5 separate regions of the Sus scrofa genome follow, and all the other regions are linked to region 3. The links are chromatin contacts, called in public Hi-C and HiChIP or PLAC-seq maps. All regions are on one chromosome and are shown on one strand. The core of a region is the stretch at or near the end of the contact, and the rest is flanking DNA. Distances in the headings are between cores, read along the strand shown.

Region 1 (2,700 bases), core at 105-2,604, 160 kb after region 3:
AGCAGAACAAAAAGAAGGCAGAATATAGACCCCTTATTTCTCAGGTTGACTCTCTCCACCCCAGTGTCACCTCACCACCTATCACTGTTTTCAGGGTTAGAAACATATTTGGCAGGACTTTTTGGAACTGTGGGGGAAATGCCTTGTCTTTTTAGTAAAGTTAAAAAAAAACCAAAACTTGGAAAAATGACCTGGGAAATTGAGGGAATACTTTTCCTCTCTTTTTATGTTTCCTGTCATTCAGATGTACCTTTTCTTCTTCCCCACCCAAGCTTGTCTCAAGACCACTTCTCCCCAGGTTTTTCCCTGGGAAAAGAAGCTCATTCCTCCATCAGTGGTCATTTGGGGCATCCACAGAAATCCATGCACTAATAAACATAGTCAAGAGAGCTAGTTCGAAGTGATAAGGGGTGGGGGGGTGTTTTTTTTTTTTTTTGCTTTGCTTTGCTTTTTTTAAGGGCTGCACTCATGGCATATGGAAGGTTCCAGGCTAGGGGTCCAGCTGGAATCAGAGCTGCAGCCACCGGCCTACACTGCAGCCACAGCAATGCCAGATCCTTAACCCACTGAGCAAGGCCAGGGATAGAATTCTCATCTTTATGGATACCAGTCAGGTTCATTGCCACTGAGCCATGACGGGAACTCCAAGGGGGGAGCCCAGTGTTAAGGAGAGGGGAGACCCGTCCTAGGAGGATGGTCATGAGGGGGAAAGACTCCTGAACACCTGAGTAGAAATGGGGATATGGTTCTCTGAGAGCAAGAGAGAGGCTGATAGGGTTGGGGCTGGAGGGGACAGTTGGGGGTGAGGAAGGAAAACAGAGGAAGAGGAAAACTCGAGAGAGAGTACTTCTCATTTTGGAGAAAACTTGGGAGAAGGTCCCGAGAAACCACAGGAGAGGGATAAGATTTAGTTTCAATTTAGAACCAGGAAGGAGTTCCCGCTGTGGTGCAGTGGGTTAAGAATCTGACTGCAGTGGCTCAGGTGGATGTGGAGATGCGGTTTCAATCCTGGCCCGGTGCAGTAGGTTAAAGGATCCAGCGTGGCTTCAGGTGTGGTGTAGGTCTTGGCTGCAGCTTGGATTCCATCTCTGGCCTGGGACCTTCCATATGCCTTGGGTGAGGCCATTAAAAAAAAAAAAAAAAAACCACAAAAAAAACTAAACCAAACCAAACAAAATTTAGAAACAGGGAGCATGTGAGAGGATGGGTGTCAGGGGCAATGATTAGTGATATCCTTCTGTTTACTCTCTGTGTTATTTTTGCCAAGGGGACACTGATCCTTCACTGCTTCAGCAGGTATCTGTGTTTGTTGGACAAATACACAGCCTGGCACCTCTTTGGCTCCAAAGTCCAGAGGTGCCAAGAGCCAGGACCAAAAGAGCTGTTCACCAGGGATGGACAAATTGCCAGGGATGTGGTAAGTGATCAGGAATCCACAGGGATGTACACAGACTCAGTTCCCTTCATCTTCTCAAGAAAATGGTTCAGATCTGAAGCCTGGGTTTTGCTTTAATGGGGCCTTTTGGCTTCATTCCCACCCAAGCGTCTCCTCTATGGGCTGGTGCCCTTCTCCTTTCCCCTCCCTTCTCCCTGCACTCGTCCGTTGGCACCTGCATCACCCACCTCTCCATGTGTCTTTTTTTTTTTTTTTTCAGGTGCATTGTCCTACTTTCCCTTTTGGCGTGGGTTGATGCCGAGCCGACTATGTATGGGGAGATCCTGTCCCCCAACTATCCTCAGGCTTACCCCAATGAGGTAGAGAAATCTTGGGATATAGAAGTTCCTGAAGGGTACGGGATCCACCTTTACTTCACCCACCTGGACATAGAGCTGTCAGAGAACTGTGCATATGACTCAGTGCAGGTATGTTCTTTTTTTTTTTTTTTTTTTTTTTTTTGTCTTTTTGCCATTTCTAGGGCCATTCCTGCAGCATATGGAGGTTCCCAGGCTAGGGATCGAATTGGAGCTGTAGCCACTGGCCTACGCCAGAGCCACAGCAACACAGGATCCGAGCTGCGTCTGCGACCTACACCATAGCTCACGGCAAGGCCGGATCCTTAACCCACTGAGCAAGGCCAGGGATTGAACCTGCAACCTCATGGTTCCCAGTCAGATTCATTAACCACTGAGCCACGATGGGAACTCCAGTGCAGGTATGTTCTAATAAGCACATAAAGGATGGGGCTGGGGTTGGGGGCTGGAAGGAGAGGTTGCCAGCAGGAGTGCCCCTGGTATGCAGTGAGCTGGAGTCACAAAGTCCTCCTGTGGGAAATGGTCTCATCTTTCCCCCTTTGCTCTGACCTTCCTACCAAAATATCCATTCCCAGCCTCTTTTTGACTCTTCTCTTAGATAAAGTCAGGAGGACGTGAAGAAGGGAAACTCTGTGGACAGAAGACCAGCAAGAACCCCAAGTCCGCAGTGGTGGAAGAGTTCCAAGTCCCGTATAACAAACTCCAGGTGATTTTTACGTCGGATTTCTCCAATGAGGAGCGTTTCACTGGGTTTGCCGCCTACTACGTTGCCGTAGGTAAGGCTCTTCCTTCTCCGTGTACCTCACTGATCCAGCTACAAGATTGAAAACAGGACAAACATTGAGCAATGCAAGGAGTGAGGATTCTGTTTATAACTCTTATGAAGGGTTGGCTTGGATCCCTCCATGAATCACATTTGTGAAATACAAACACATAATCGTATCTTGG
Region 2 (2,700 bases), core at 147-2,646, 220 kb after region 3:
CAGGATTATCTATTTTCACACCCATGAGATTGAATGTTCTTGAGTCACCCCTTTATCAGAATTGACTCTGTGAAGCAGAATCATGGCTGATTTTCTGCAGCTCCAGGATAAGAAGGATTACCCTGTCATCTTCTGGAGATTTATTTCAAGAGCATTTGTGGGGCTTGCTTTTTCAAACCAAGCACCGGCCTTTTATTACCGAGTATTTAGAGGGGGAAGAAAAAGGCTGGTCTAAGAAGCTTAACATGTACAAAAGAAATGAGACAGTTAAATGGATACAAAACATATTATGTTTTTCATCTTCAGTCGGGAGACACTTTCCTTCACTGCAGGGCGAGTGCACAGGCTTGGCCCCAGCAAGGCAACGGGACTGTGGCTGGGGAAGTCTCCTCAAGCAGGAGGAACAGAAAGTTCCTGGAAGTATAGTGGTTGTCAGCATGGATTTAAAAAGCAAATCTCCATTTGCTGTCTGGCTCAGGGGTAGCTGAAATACTGGAGATAGGTTTTACCCCAACTGAGGCTTGGTACATCTGAGACCTGGAAGCCCTCTCACCCACAGACACCCAGACTTAACTTGAAGGATGAGCTGTGGGGGTCATGCCAGCTGCCAATTTTTTTTTTTTTTTTTTTTTTTTAGCTTTTCTGTTTCAAAGACTCGATTTCCATTTCTTTCTCTTTTCTTTCTTTTTGGCTGCACCTGTTCCCAGGTCAGGGATTGAACCCACGCCATGGCGGCAATCCGAGCCACTGCAGCAACAATGCTGGATCCTTACCCCGCAGCCCCACTAGGAAACCCCTCTGTTTCCATTTCCTTATGGTCCCCGTCTTCCCCCAGCCTGTGGTTGTCTCTGTCACGGCCCTTCCTTTCCAGGCCTGGTGTTCTGGGGACAAGAGCGATGGCCATGACCAAGCGACAGGACCCGAACTCATGGAAATGAGGTGGTGGAGAAAGACTCTGTGAAGGAGAGTGGAATTCACCTACGTGGACCCCTCCGCAATTCCTGGTCCGGGCGGCTCCACCTTGCCTAGAGTTGGAAATCTGGAGATGCAGGGTCCGGGGTCCTGTCTTCTCCCTGGGTGTCAGAGCAGGTAAGCTGACTGTGGGCGGCTTGGCCCCCGGGAGGGAAGTCTGATGGCCCTTCCAAGGCCGGGTTGGGCCACTGGGTGCAAATTGCAGCAGCAGGAGGCGGCAGATGGAGCCCCAGAGGCAGAAGTGTTCTACTGCCACCTGCTGGTAAAAGTCAGGAACTGCCAGTGAACCAAAGGAGCTATGGCACGGCTTGGGGGATCAGCCCCTGGAGGAGGCGTGATGAACCAGCCACTGGATCATAATAAGGCTCAGGGGTCCTGTGTTGTGTTCTTTGCCTCTGTGACTATAGCCTCTCCATCATACACCCATCCAACCACTATCAGCCCTAACAGTACTGGTGACTAATTAATTTATTTTTACCCACCCTAATTTACTTTATTTGAAGAAATTGCTAGAGGCAATCACTGTGCCATCACTGTGCCATCTCCATGGGTGTCTAATGAGATTGTTAGGGACTCCCCCACCAGGGCGTACCTTCTCCCTGTCTTGCTAGCTTTGGTGAACTAATTTACCCAGTCTTCCAGAATACTTTTTTTTTTTTTTTTTTTTTTTTTTTTTTTTTTTTTTGTCTTTTTAGCTATTTCTTGGGCCGCTCCCGTGGCATATGGATGTTCCCAGGCTAGGGGGTCGAATCTGAGCTGTAGCCACCGGCCTACGCCAGAGCCACAGCAACGCGGGATCCGAGCCGCATCTGCAACCTACACCACAGCTCACGGCAACGCCGGATCCTTAACCCACTGAGCAAGGGCAGGGACCGAACCCGCAGCCTCATGGTTCCTAGTCGGATTCGTTAACCACTGCGCCACGACGGGAACTCCCCAGAATACTCTTTATCTTTTTTTTTTTTTTTGTCTTTTTAGGGCCAAACCCTTGGCATATGGAAGTTCCCAGTCTAGGGGTCCAATTGGAGCTGGCGCCACCGGCCTACGCTAGAGCCACAGCGACGCCAGATCTGAGCCACCTCTGTGACCTACACCACTCTCATGGCAATGCCGGATCCTTAACACACTGAGCAAGGCCAGGGATTGAACCTGAGTCCTCGTGGATGCTAGTCAGATTCGTTTCCACTGAGCCATGATGGGAACTCTGGGCTTTCAGTTTTAAAACTGGGAAAGTTTGGGTGAACCAGGACAGTTGGTCACTCTAAATGAACAGGGGTTGGTTACAGGGCTGAGTGGAGGCTGGGTAGGAGAGAGGGCAGGGAGCCAAGAGGGTGAAGAGGCAGTGACCACACCTGTAGCTGCAATCTGGAGCAGTCCAGGGCCAGGATGGGGTCCCCAAGGTGAATCTAACACCTTGACTGGAAGGGCCTGTCATGGTCCCACCGGGATAGTGCACCTGCCGTGAGTGTTGGGGTCGGGGCAGAGAGACTGCACGACTCGCAGGCCCTGTATGAAGCTGGTCATTGCAACCCCACTCGGGGCTGGGACAGCCATGCTCCCTCTCCCAGTTTCAGCACCACCTCCCTGTACTGGGGCCTCGTCTCCCACTGGCAGGGCGTAGGTAGCCTGGGCAGGAGAAGCAGAAGAGTTTCCCCAGAGGATTACAGATGGCACAGGGGCTCCTGGGCTGGGAGTGGGGAGTAGGGAGAATGAGGGGTTGAGGAACTG
Region 3 (2,800 bases), core at 244-2,743:
TGTGCCTCTGAGAAGCCGCCCAAGGACCTGGGCTACATCTACTTCTACCAGAGAGTGGCCAGCTAAGAGCCCACCCTGAGCCCTTAACCACTGAGGGCAGGGGACAGACCACCCGGCATGAGGGATGGATGTCAGCCCCCCTGCTCCCGTACCCTTTTCCTTTTCGTGTCCCCAGCAGCAGGGAAGAAGCTAGAGGCTATGAGAGAATGGCCAAGCGAAGTGGGGGGGGCACTCTGGAGACTTTGGGGATGGAGCAGGAAGGGGAACGGGAGGGGCCGGCTGCCTGTCTGTGAGGAGACTGTTGCTTTCCTGCCCTTGACCCCACAGGGCTCTGCTTCTCTGTGATCCTGCTGGCCCAGCGTGGAGCGGGCTCGTTTGTTTGTGTGGCGTGGGTATAGCTTTGTGCAGCCTCTTCCACAGGAGGGGGCTTCTGTGCCTCCCCTCCCCCGTTGTGTGTGCTCCCCGTGTGGTTGGGCAAGGAGGGATCTGAGGGAAATGGGGACCCCCCTCGCCCTCCTGCCTCAGTCTTTTCCCCACCCTGTCTCTCCCCTGTCCTTCTGGAAAATGCCAAAATACAGGATGTGAATAAAAGTACAGTGGCTCAGTTGTGTCCTGTTTGATACCTTTGGGGGAAGCTGTCTTCCCCAGGGCTAGCAGCGGGGCCAGTTTCACAAAGCTCCTGGCCCTGCCCCTTTGCCTTCTATGTTTTGTGCTGGTGTGATTGGGGGCTGAGTGAGGTGAGCTCTGGGGCAGCAGAGGAAGGCTGCGGGGTGGGGGCTGTTAGATGAGGGGATGTGGGCTGGGGTGTCACAGAACAGAGATGGGGTGGAAGAGCCCTTTCTTGCAGCCGTGATACCGGAGGGGGCCCAGGTGGGTTCTTTCCAAATGTCCCCAGTGGCTGTAGTCCTTTGTCAGGCCTTGGCCTGCTGGAGCAAAAAGCGGGGTATTCATGGGGACAGGGCGGACTTCTGAACCCCCCTCCCTTAGCTGCACAGTTTCTAGCCAAGGTGGGCCATCCCTCCGCTGCTGAACCCTGTTTTTTGCCCAGTTACTGTGGGGCTGGGTCGGCCCCGGGTGGGTCAGAGGTGTCCGCTCAGCACTCAGGGATGTGGGGGCTCCGATGGGGAAGGAGGCTCCTTTTCCCAGAGCTGGAGAGAGGCCCCTCCCCTATCCCTCGGTGTGGGGGTGGCGTGATGAAGCCGTGAAGCGGGGGTTTCCCTGAGCACCGGGCGCACGGTTCTCCCCAAAGTCAGACCACGGAAGCTGTAGCCACCGAGCCTGGACGCCGCTGGAACGTTGCTACAAGAAAGAAGGTGACGTCAGAACCTCGCAACGCGGGCGGCGGCGAGCGGCAGCGGGCGGTGGCGGGCGGCGGGCGGCGGGCGGGGCCGGGGCTGGGCTTCCGCGGGGCGGGCCAGTCATGGCCCAGGACGCGAAGGGGGCGGGGTTCTGCCTCTCCGCTCTCTATATAAGCGGCCAGTGGAGACGGCCGCGCGCTGCTCCTGACCTTCAGTGTGCTGGCTCCAGCGCCATGGCGCCCGCTAGGAAGTTCTTCGTGGGGGGAAACTGGAAGATGAACGGGCGAAAGAACAATCTGGGGGAGCTCATCAACACCCTCAACGCAGCCAAGCTGCCGGCCGACACCGGTGAGCCCTGGCGGTGGGTGGGAGGTCGGGCGTGGTGGCGCCCTCTCCCGAGCTCTCTCAGCAGTTGTCTGCGTGGTCCTGCTTGCAGGGCCGGAGACCAGAGTTACTGGGGTCCCGGCCTTGGCCCTGCGGCCGCAGGACCAGGGGTGTGTCCACGGGGAAAGGCGGAGCCGCATCTCCCTGTGCCCTCCGACTGTGGGAGGAAGACGGCTCCGGGGTGCGGACCGGGGCTGCACCCGCCCGAGCCGGGGATGGAAGTGGAGCCCAGCCCCTACGGGCGATCGGGAGAGGCCGGCGCCAGTCCGGTGTGTGGGGGAGGAGGCTGCGTGCAGGCTTCTGGGCCCCCTCGGCGCCGGCTCCGTGCGCCGCCGCACGTAGCCCAGACTCCTCCCCGCGCTTTGCCTGGGCTACCGAGTTCCCCTGCCGGGTGGCCCTTGGCCTCTTGAGCTACTCTTCTGATCCTTTCCCCTCGGCGGCCTGCAAGACCCTTCTGCGGAAGGGGCTGAGCAAGTGACAAACGGGCAGAGCCATGTGGGGATGAGGAGCGATCCTCTTGTTTTCTGCAACCTGGATACGGGAAAACGCAAGGCCTCTATGAGCCAGTCGACTCGCTGCCACCCACGGACAGAGTGCCGTCCTCAGTCCTTCCCATCCCAGGCATCTAAATCACAGAACCCCGGGTCTGATCAAGAGGCACCCCCTTCTGGTTTATTCCCCCCAGAGACTGCAGTACAGACCCCAGGAGTTGGCCCTTTCTGCTTTTGCTAAAAATCCTTGCCTGGCTAGGAGAGGTGGGAATGAGCTATTTTAGAAGGGAGGCGGGGTTGGCCCCAGAGAATGCTGAGTCTAGGAGGTGCCCAGGCCCAGAATAGCCTGGGGAAATCAGAGCCACAGCTGTTAAAAGAGCAGAGGGCAGGGCAAGGGCCATGACCTCTCAGGGGTACCCAAAAGGTTCAGAGTTGGGTTCAGGCCCAGCCTGGGGTGCAGAGTAGACAAAGATCATCATGCTGGTGTGGAAATGGGCGAAGGCAGAACTATGAAAGCGGTGGAGGCTAGGGGGCTCCAGAGCACTGGATAGGGTCTGGATTTGTGATGCCATCCCCTTCTGTCACTGTCTTCTACTCAGAGGTGGTTTGCGCACCCCCCACCGCCTA
Region 4 (2,700 bases), core at 78-2,577, 140 kb after region 3:
TTTTTTCCCCCCTCATTGTCATGCTGCTTCCTTGTATTAAAAAAACCATGGAGGAAGAATGCAATAAAAAAGCCTATAAACCAGGTATAACACAGTCTGTTGTGACATAAATTCAGATATACCACATCCTTTGAACCACGTGGATAACAACCGCTTGGGGTAGCATGGATAGTTTTTAAGGGGTTGCCAGTCCTGTTTCCCAAGCCCAGTACTAAAATGATATTCCAGGGTAAATGACAGGTGGGTGGTTAAGGAAAAGAAAAAGCAATATGGTATAAGAAGAAAACACGAGAAACTGGACAAAAAGAGGAAAGTGTAATACAAGCTGGCAATGCACAAAATAGAGATTCAGAATGTGCAAGTATGGAGCGTGGGGCTGAGGGGGCCCTTAGGACTAAAATAGCTAAGTTAGGGGGCCTATACCTGCCAATAAGAAGCGCGCGTGTGAGAGGGTTGATATTAATACCAGCAGTACACATGGACAGAGAGTAGAACTCAAGAGAGACAAATAAGGACAGGTCGTGGGGACACCGGATAGAGCATGGCAGGATGAGAGGGTGGTGGCGCCAAATGAGGGGCCAGAAGGGTACAGTAGGGGTCGAAGGGAAAGGTGAAGAGGTTCAGAGGGCACAGCGCCCCCAGACTCGAGACTAGACTTGTATCCCTCTCCAGAGCTGGTTGGTGTGTTCTAGGATTCACATTCGCACCCCACACAGCCCTCCCGGTGGGGCCGGGAAGAGGGGGAGGTCACGCCCCGGTTCCCCGGGGACTCCGCGAGGGGTCCTTACCTAGGAAGATGGAGAGGATGAGCCGCAGCGCCTGTTCTGACGCGCCCAGGGACGTCGCCAACTTGTTAAGGCTCAGCTCCTGGAGAACCCACCGCAGCACTCCTGCCAGCTCCACCACCGCTCCCACGTCCCCCTCGGCTGCGGACGCCATCTTAGCTCCGGGCGCCCCCCAGGGACCCCTCGGCTCCGCGCGCCCCGAATGTGGGCACAACGCTGGAGCTTCACCCCCAATTCCGGCCCGGAGCCCGCCCACGGCGTGCGCATTGGCTGTGGGCCCGCCCAGCGGCTTCAGACTCAGCCGATCATTGGCCGGCCCGGGAAGGGGGCGGGGCCTCACGCAGCAAGGTAGGCAGGGGGCGGGGCTGAGCGGTTGTAAGGCAAAGGTGACTCTGGCCAGAATGAACGCGGGGCAGGCCGGGGGCGGGGCTTGGTACAGGGAACCAGACCTGCGATTGGAAAAGTCTGAAGCAGCGCCTGTACAACTCAGTTCCAGCAGCTCAGGGGAGGAGTCGGGGCGTGCTGGTGTCCGGCCGGCTCGTGCACTGCCTCCCTATTGGCTGAGACGGAGCAGGCGAGAGTCGGGGCGGGGGGGTGCCGTCACCCGACCGCGAGGTTACTCTCGGTCGCCGGCGCGCCGGGGTTACTGGGGCATGTAGCGGGAGGGCGGGAATTTCTGCGGCGGCCTCGCAAGCGCCTCCTAACGGCGCCGCCGGCCGTTCTTAAACCGTTAGATACGCCGCCGCCTTCCCTCCCAGGCTTTGCCTGCTCCTATTTCCTGCTACGTCCTGTATTAAAATGTTACCTCGAGGGATGAAATTGATATGCCGATTTAATCATTATTTTAATTAAAAATTGAACTAGTTTGTCACTATTACAGGTACAAGGTAAAAGAGCAAAGAGGGTAGAAACTGAGGACAAAATAAAAGCCCTTTTTTCCCACCTTGCTTCTCATTCTTACTTTGTACAGGTAACCACTATTTCAGATAAGAAAAGCAAAATGTGGAGTTCCCATTGTGGCACAGCGGAAACGAATTTTACTAGTATCCGTGAGGATGCCGGTTTGATCCCTGGCCTTGCTAAGTGGGTTAAGAATCCGGTGTTGGGATGAGCTATGGTGTAGGTCACAGACTCAGCTGGAATATGACGTTGCTGTGGCTGTGGTGTAGGCCAGCAGCTGTAGTTCTGATTCAGCTCCTAGCCTGGGAACTTCCATATGTCAGGAGTGCAGCCCTAAAAAGCAAAACAAACCAACAAACACCTTAGAATAACAAAATGTGCCAAGACCAGTGCTGGACCCAATGCCATGGAGTGTGGATTGATGGTAATATAAAGCGATCCTGGACTTATAATTGCAAACTAGGGGAAGTGTCCCTGAAGGAAAGGGACAAGTTCCTATGAGAGTATGTAACAAAGGAACACCAAGAGTTTCCAGTAATAGCTGGAATTTGTGGAGCATCGGTGCACAATTAACCGCTTACACTGCTATAGCACTTCACACTTTGTGCAGCACTGATATCCACAGTAGTTCACTTAATTGATTATGAAACAGGATATTTATTATTATGATATCCTCTTACAGATGCAGAGGCTTGGAGAAATTAAGGAAAGTGGCAGGGACAACTGAAACCCAAGTCTGTTAAACTTCACTTCCCTCCCCCTTTGTGGGAAGAAAATATAAAAAATAAGAAATATTCAGAAAAGTCAAGAATAATATAACTTGGAGTTCCCATGGTGGCTCAGCAGTTAACAAGCCCGACAAGGATTCATGAAGAAGTGGGTTCGCTCCCTGGCCTCGCTCAGTGGATTAAGGATTAAGCATGGCTGTGGCTGTGGTGTAGCCCGGCAGCTGCAGATCCGATTCAGCCCCTAGTCTGGGAACCTCCGTATGCCACCAGTACGGCCCTAAAAAAAA
Region 5 (2,725 bases), core at 30-2,529, 130 kb before region 3:
CGAATAGACATGGGCTCCAAATAAAACTCTGGATTTTTTGTTTGTTTGTTCGTTTTTTTGCTTTCTTTGGGCCGCTCCCGCGGCATATGGAGGTTCCCAGGCTAGGGGTCCAATCGGAGCTGTAGCCACCGGCCTATGCCAGAGCCACAGCAACGCGGGATCCGAGCCGCGTCTGCAACCTACACCACAGCTCACGGCAACGCCAGATCGTTAACCCACTGAGCAAGGGCAGGGACCGCAACCTCGTGGTTCCTAGTCAGATTCGTTAACCACTGCGACACGACGGGAACTCCAAAACTCTGGATTTTTATGAGCTTCAATGTATGCCTTCCCTGCAGCTAGGATTTTTTTTCCTTCTCCAGGAATCAAAAGGGTTAATGTACAGGAATGCATCATTCAGTACATTTGCAAACATGAGAGATGGCGTCCTGGAAACACCATGGAGACACTGTACAGTTATGAGAATTCAATGGGTCAAATTTTAATTTTAAAAGATGCCTGAACAACAGTAAGCCTTCAATACGTGTTAGCTATTACTATTTACCGTTTCCACACTTGTCTCTTTCTCCTCCAAAAAAATGAGTGGTTGCAATAAAAATGAGACGATCTCTGCAGCTCAACTTCTATGGTCTCCCTCTCTCCTCCTCGTTTCACACCACCTTTTTCCTTATGTCCCTCTCTTTTTTTTTTAATTATTTTTTATTTTTTATTATTTTGTCTGCTATTTCTTTGGGCCGCTCCCGCGGCATATGGAGGTTCCCAGGCTAGGGGTCAAATCGGAGCTGTAGCCACTGGCCTATGCCTGAGCCACAGCAACGCGGGATCCGAGCCGCGTCTGCAATCTACGCCACAGCTCACGGCAACGCCGGATCCTTTAAGCCAATGAGCAAGGGCAGGGACCGAACCCGCAACCTCATGGTTCCTAGTCGGATTCGTTAACCACTGCGCCACGACGGGAACTCCCCTCTCTTTTTTTTAAATCCCCCTCTCTTTCGATTACAGCTTTTCTCTTGCCTCGGGAACTCTGACAAATTTTCAGACCTCAGCCAGCCTGAAGCTGACGCAGAACTAGCCGGTAGCAGGCTATCGCCAAGAGTTCCCTCTGCAAACAGCCTCTTGCGCTTGTCCAATAAAGTTTTATTGAAACAAAGCCGAGGAAAGGGCGCCCGTCATTCTTTCCGCAAGAGCCAATCAGAGAGCAGAACGCCTGCGTCGCTCTTGGGATCTTCATCAGTCGGAGGCGGGGACGGAGCATGTCCCGCCTGAAACCCGCCCCGTGAGAGCGGAAAGTAAGGCCGGAAGCCAGCCATAGAGTTTAGGGGCCAGAGCGACCGTGCAGGGAGGTGGCAGGAAAGGCTGGGAACAGCTGCCGGAGGTGACGGAGCGGTGGCCCCGCCCAGTGCGCTGGAAGAAGAAGCTTCCAGGTAGCGGCCCGCGGAGTCTGACCCAGAGTACGACGAGGCAGTCGGCGGGAGCCCACGGTCCCTGGGCGGCCTCTTTAAGGGAGGGGGCGGAGCCACGTGGAAGGATCGCGAGGGTGAGGTCACGTGGTTCGGGGCACCTGCGGGGTACTGTGGATTTGAGGGAGCGTCGTCCCGGTGGATACTATGTGACATCACCTCCCCCACTACGACTTGTGCCTTGGGGTTCATTGGGGTGCACGTGGTGGGGCTTGAGGTTAGGCCCAGGGTTGGGGGAGGTGGGCGTGGCAGCCGGATTTTAGCCAGGCTTCCTTCAAAGTGCCCGATTTTAGGGTTCCTAGGTCCGATGTTAGACTGCTCGATCTCTGGGTTGCGAGATAGAGCGAACTTTATTGTTGCGAAAGTGGCTCAGTGTCTCCAGTCCAGCCCTTATCTCTTGTGCTTTTCATCCTCCCCTGTTCAAGGAACTTCGCCTTCACATTCTCTTTCCTTGCAGCTCCAGACTTCCTGAGCCCAGGTCCCCCCAGCTCAGTGCAGCCATGAGTGCGGAGGTGAAGGTGACAGGGCAGAACCAGGAGCAATTCCTGCTCCTGGCGAAGTCGGCCAAGGGGGCAGCGCTGGCCACACTCATCCACCAGGTGCTGGAGGCCCCTGGTGTCTACGTGTTTGGGGAACTGCTGGATATGCCTAATGTTAGAGAGGTGGGTTCCTGACCTGGGTAGCCCACAGGGCAGCTTGACTAAAGTTTGAATTTGAGAACAGGCGGCCCGGGCTTATTTCGCAACCCCATGACCATACAGTTAAACAAGAATATGGTAATAATTAACCAACAGCTTGCAGAAATAAGTAGGCAAGTAAACCTCTTAGTTTCCCTTTGAGGATGAATGATCTGTAAAACTGAGTATTTTTCATTTTTGAACAAAGAGCCTGCGATTCAGAGTAGGAGACCTGATTCCAGCCTGTCTCTATCAGTGTAATAGCTCTTAATAATCATATGATCTTGATCAGGTTTCTTTAATTTTAGGCCCTAAATTTTCTCTTTTAAAAAAATGCTCCTGATACAATCCCTCACTCTTGTAGGAATCAGATGAAATTATGGGAAAGTAAAGTCTGGTACAAATGGAATAACTGACTGTGAAATTGGCATGCTCTGTTCTCTCCCCCTTTGCACCATATGCTAATTCACTTCAGTTAGAGTAGGTAGAAAGTGTCTTTTTCCCAAAGACACATAGCAGCATGCTAGGAACACAGAACTGTTCGCACAGAAGTGGCAGAGTTGAGTTTGAAGTCCACAGTGAGTGGGT

What was found. A called contact is a pair of places that touch in the nucleus more often than the background predicts. HiChIP or PLAC-seq counts read pairs in DNA pulled down with a chosen protein or histone mark.
Region 1: a contact with region 3 is called in a Hi-C map of liver, with 5 times the contacts expected there. The contact joins the promoter of C1S here to the promoter of TPI1 in region 3. A contact is called at or near these places in 1 of 5 promoter capture datasets (fetal liver) and 3 of 47 Hi-C or Micro-C datasets (embryonic fibroblasts, liver and mesenteric adipose tissue).
Region 2: a contact with region 3 is called in a Hi-C map of embryonic fibroblasts, with 5 times the contacts expected there. The contact joins the promoter of C1RL here to the promoter of TPI1 in region 3. A contact is called at or near these places in 3 of 5 promoter capture datasets (fetal liver and liver), 21 of 47 Hi-C or Micro-C datasets (alveolar macrophages, blood, embryonic fibroblasts and 13 more) and 2 of 2 datasets of contacts at active chromatin or transcription factors (alveolar macrophages and skeletal muscle).
Region 4: a contact with region 3 is called in an H3K27ac HiChIP or PLAC-seq map of alveolar macrophages. The contact joins the promoter of LPCAT3 here to the promoter of TPI1 in region 3. A contact is called at or near these places in 1 of 5 promoter capture datasets (liver), 7 of 47 Hi-C or Micro-C datasets (adipose tissue, alveolar macrophages, heart right ventricle and 4 more) and 1 of 2 datasets of contacts at active chromatin or transcription factors (alveolar macrophages).
Region 5: a Hi-C map of skeletal muscle shows a contact between it and region 3, with 3 times the contacts expected there. The contact joins the promoter of COPS7A here to the promoter of TPI1 in region 3. A contact is called at or near these places in 2 of 47 Hi-C or Micro-C datasets (liver and skeletal muscle) and 1 of 2 datasets of contacts at active chromatin or transcription factors (alveolar macrophages).

The regions. Positions count from the first base shown.
Region 1 is chr5:63,678,379-63,681,078 of Sscrofa11.1, reverse strand. C1S (complement component 1, s subcomponent) reads left to right here and starts at 1,354. Exons shown (of 11, transcript NM_001005349.1): 1 at 1,354-1,417; 2 at 1,656-1,863; 3 at 2,351-2,528. The coding sequence starts at 1,413.
Region 2 is chr5:63,622,094-63,624,793 of Sscrofa11.1, reverse strand. It overlaps C1RL (complement C1r subcomponent-like protein), which reads right to left and starts at 1,396. Exons shown (of 7, transcript XM_021092409.1): 1 at 983-1,396.
Region 3 is chr5:63,841,546-63,844,345 of Sscrofa11.1, reverse strand. It overlaps TPI1 (triosephosphate isomerase 1), which reads left to right and starts at 1,493. Exons shown (of 7, transcript NM_001037151.1): 1 at 1,493-1,646; 2 at 2,773-2,800. The coding sequence starts at 1,532. It overlaps USP5 (ubiquitin carboxyl-terminal hydrolase 5), which reads left to right. Exons shown (of 20, transcript XM_001925784.6): 20 at 1-604. The coding sequence ends at 66.
Region 4 is chr5:63,706,301-63,709,000 of Sscrofa11.1, reverse strand. LPCAT3 (lysophospholipid acyltransferase 5) reads right to left here and starts at 1,327. Exons shown (of 13, transcript XM_003355593.5): 1 at 789-1,327. The coding sequence starts at 939.
Region 5 is chr5:63,976,024-63,978,748 of Sscrofa11.1, reverse strand. COPS7A (COP9 signalosome complex subunit 7a) reads left to right here and starts at 1,279. Exons shown (of 8, transcript XM_003126528.5): 1 at 1,279-1,424; 2 at 1,918-2,122. The coding sequence starts at 1,961.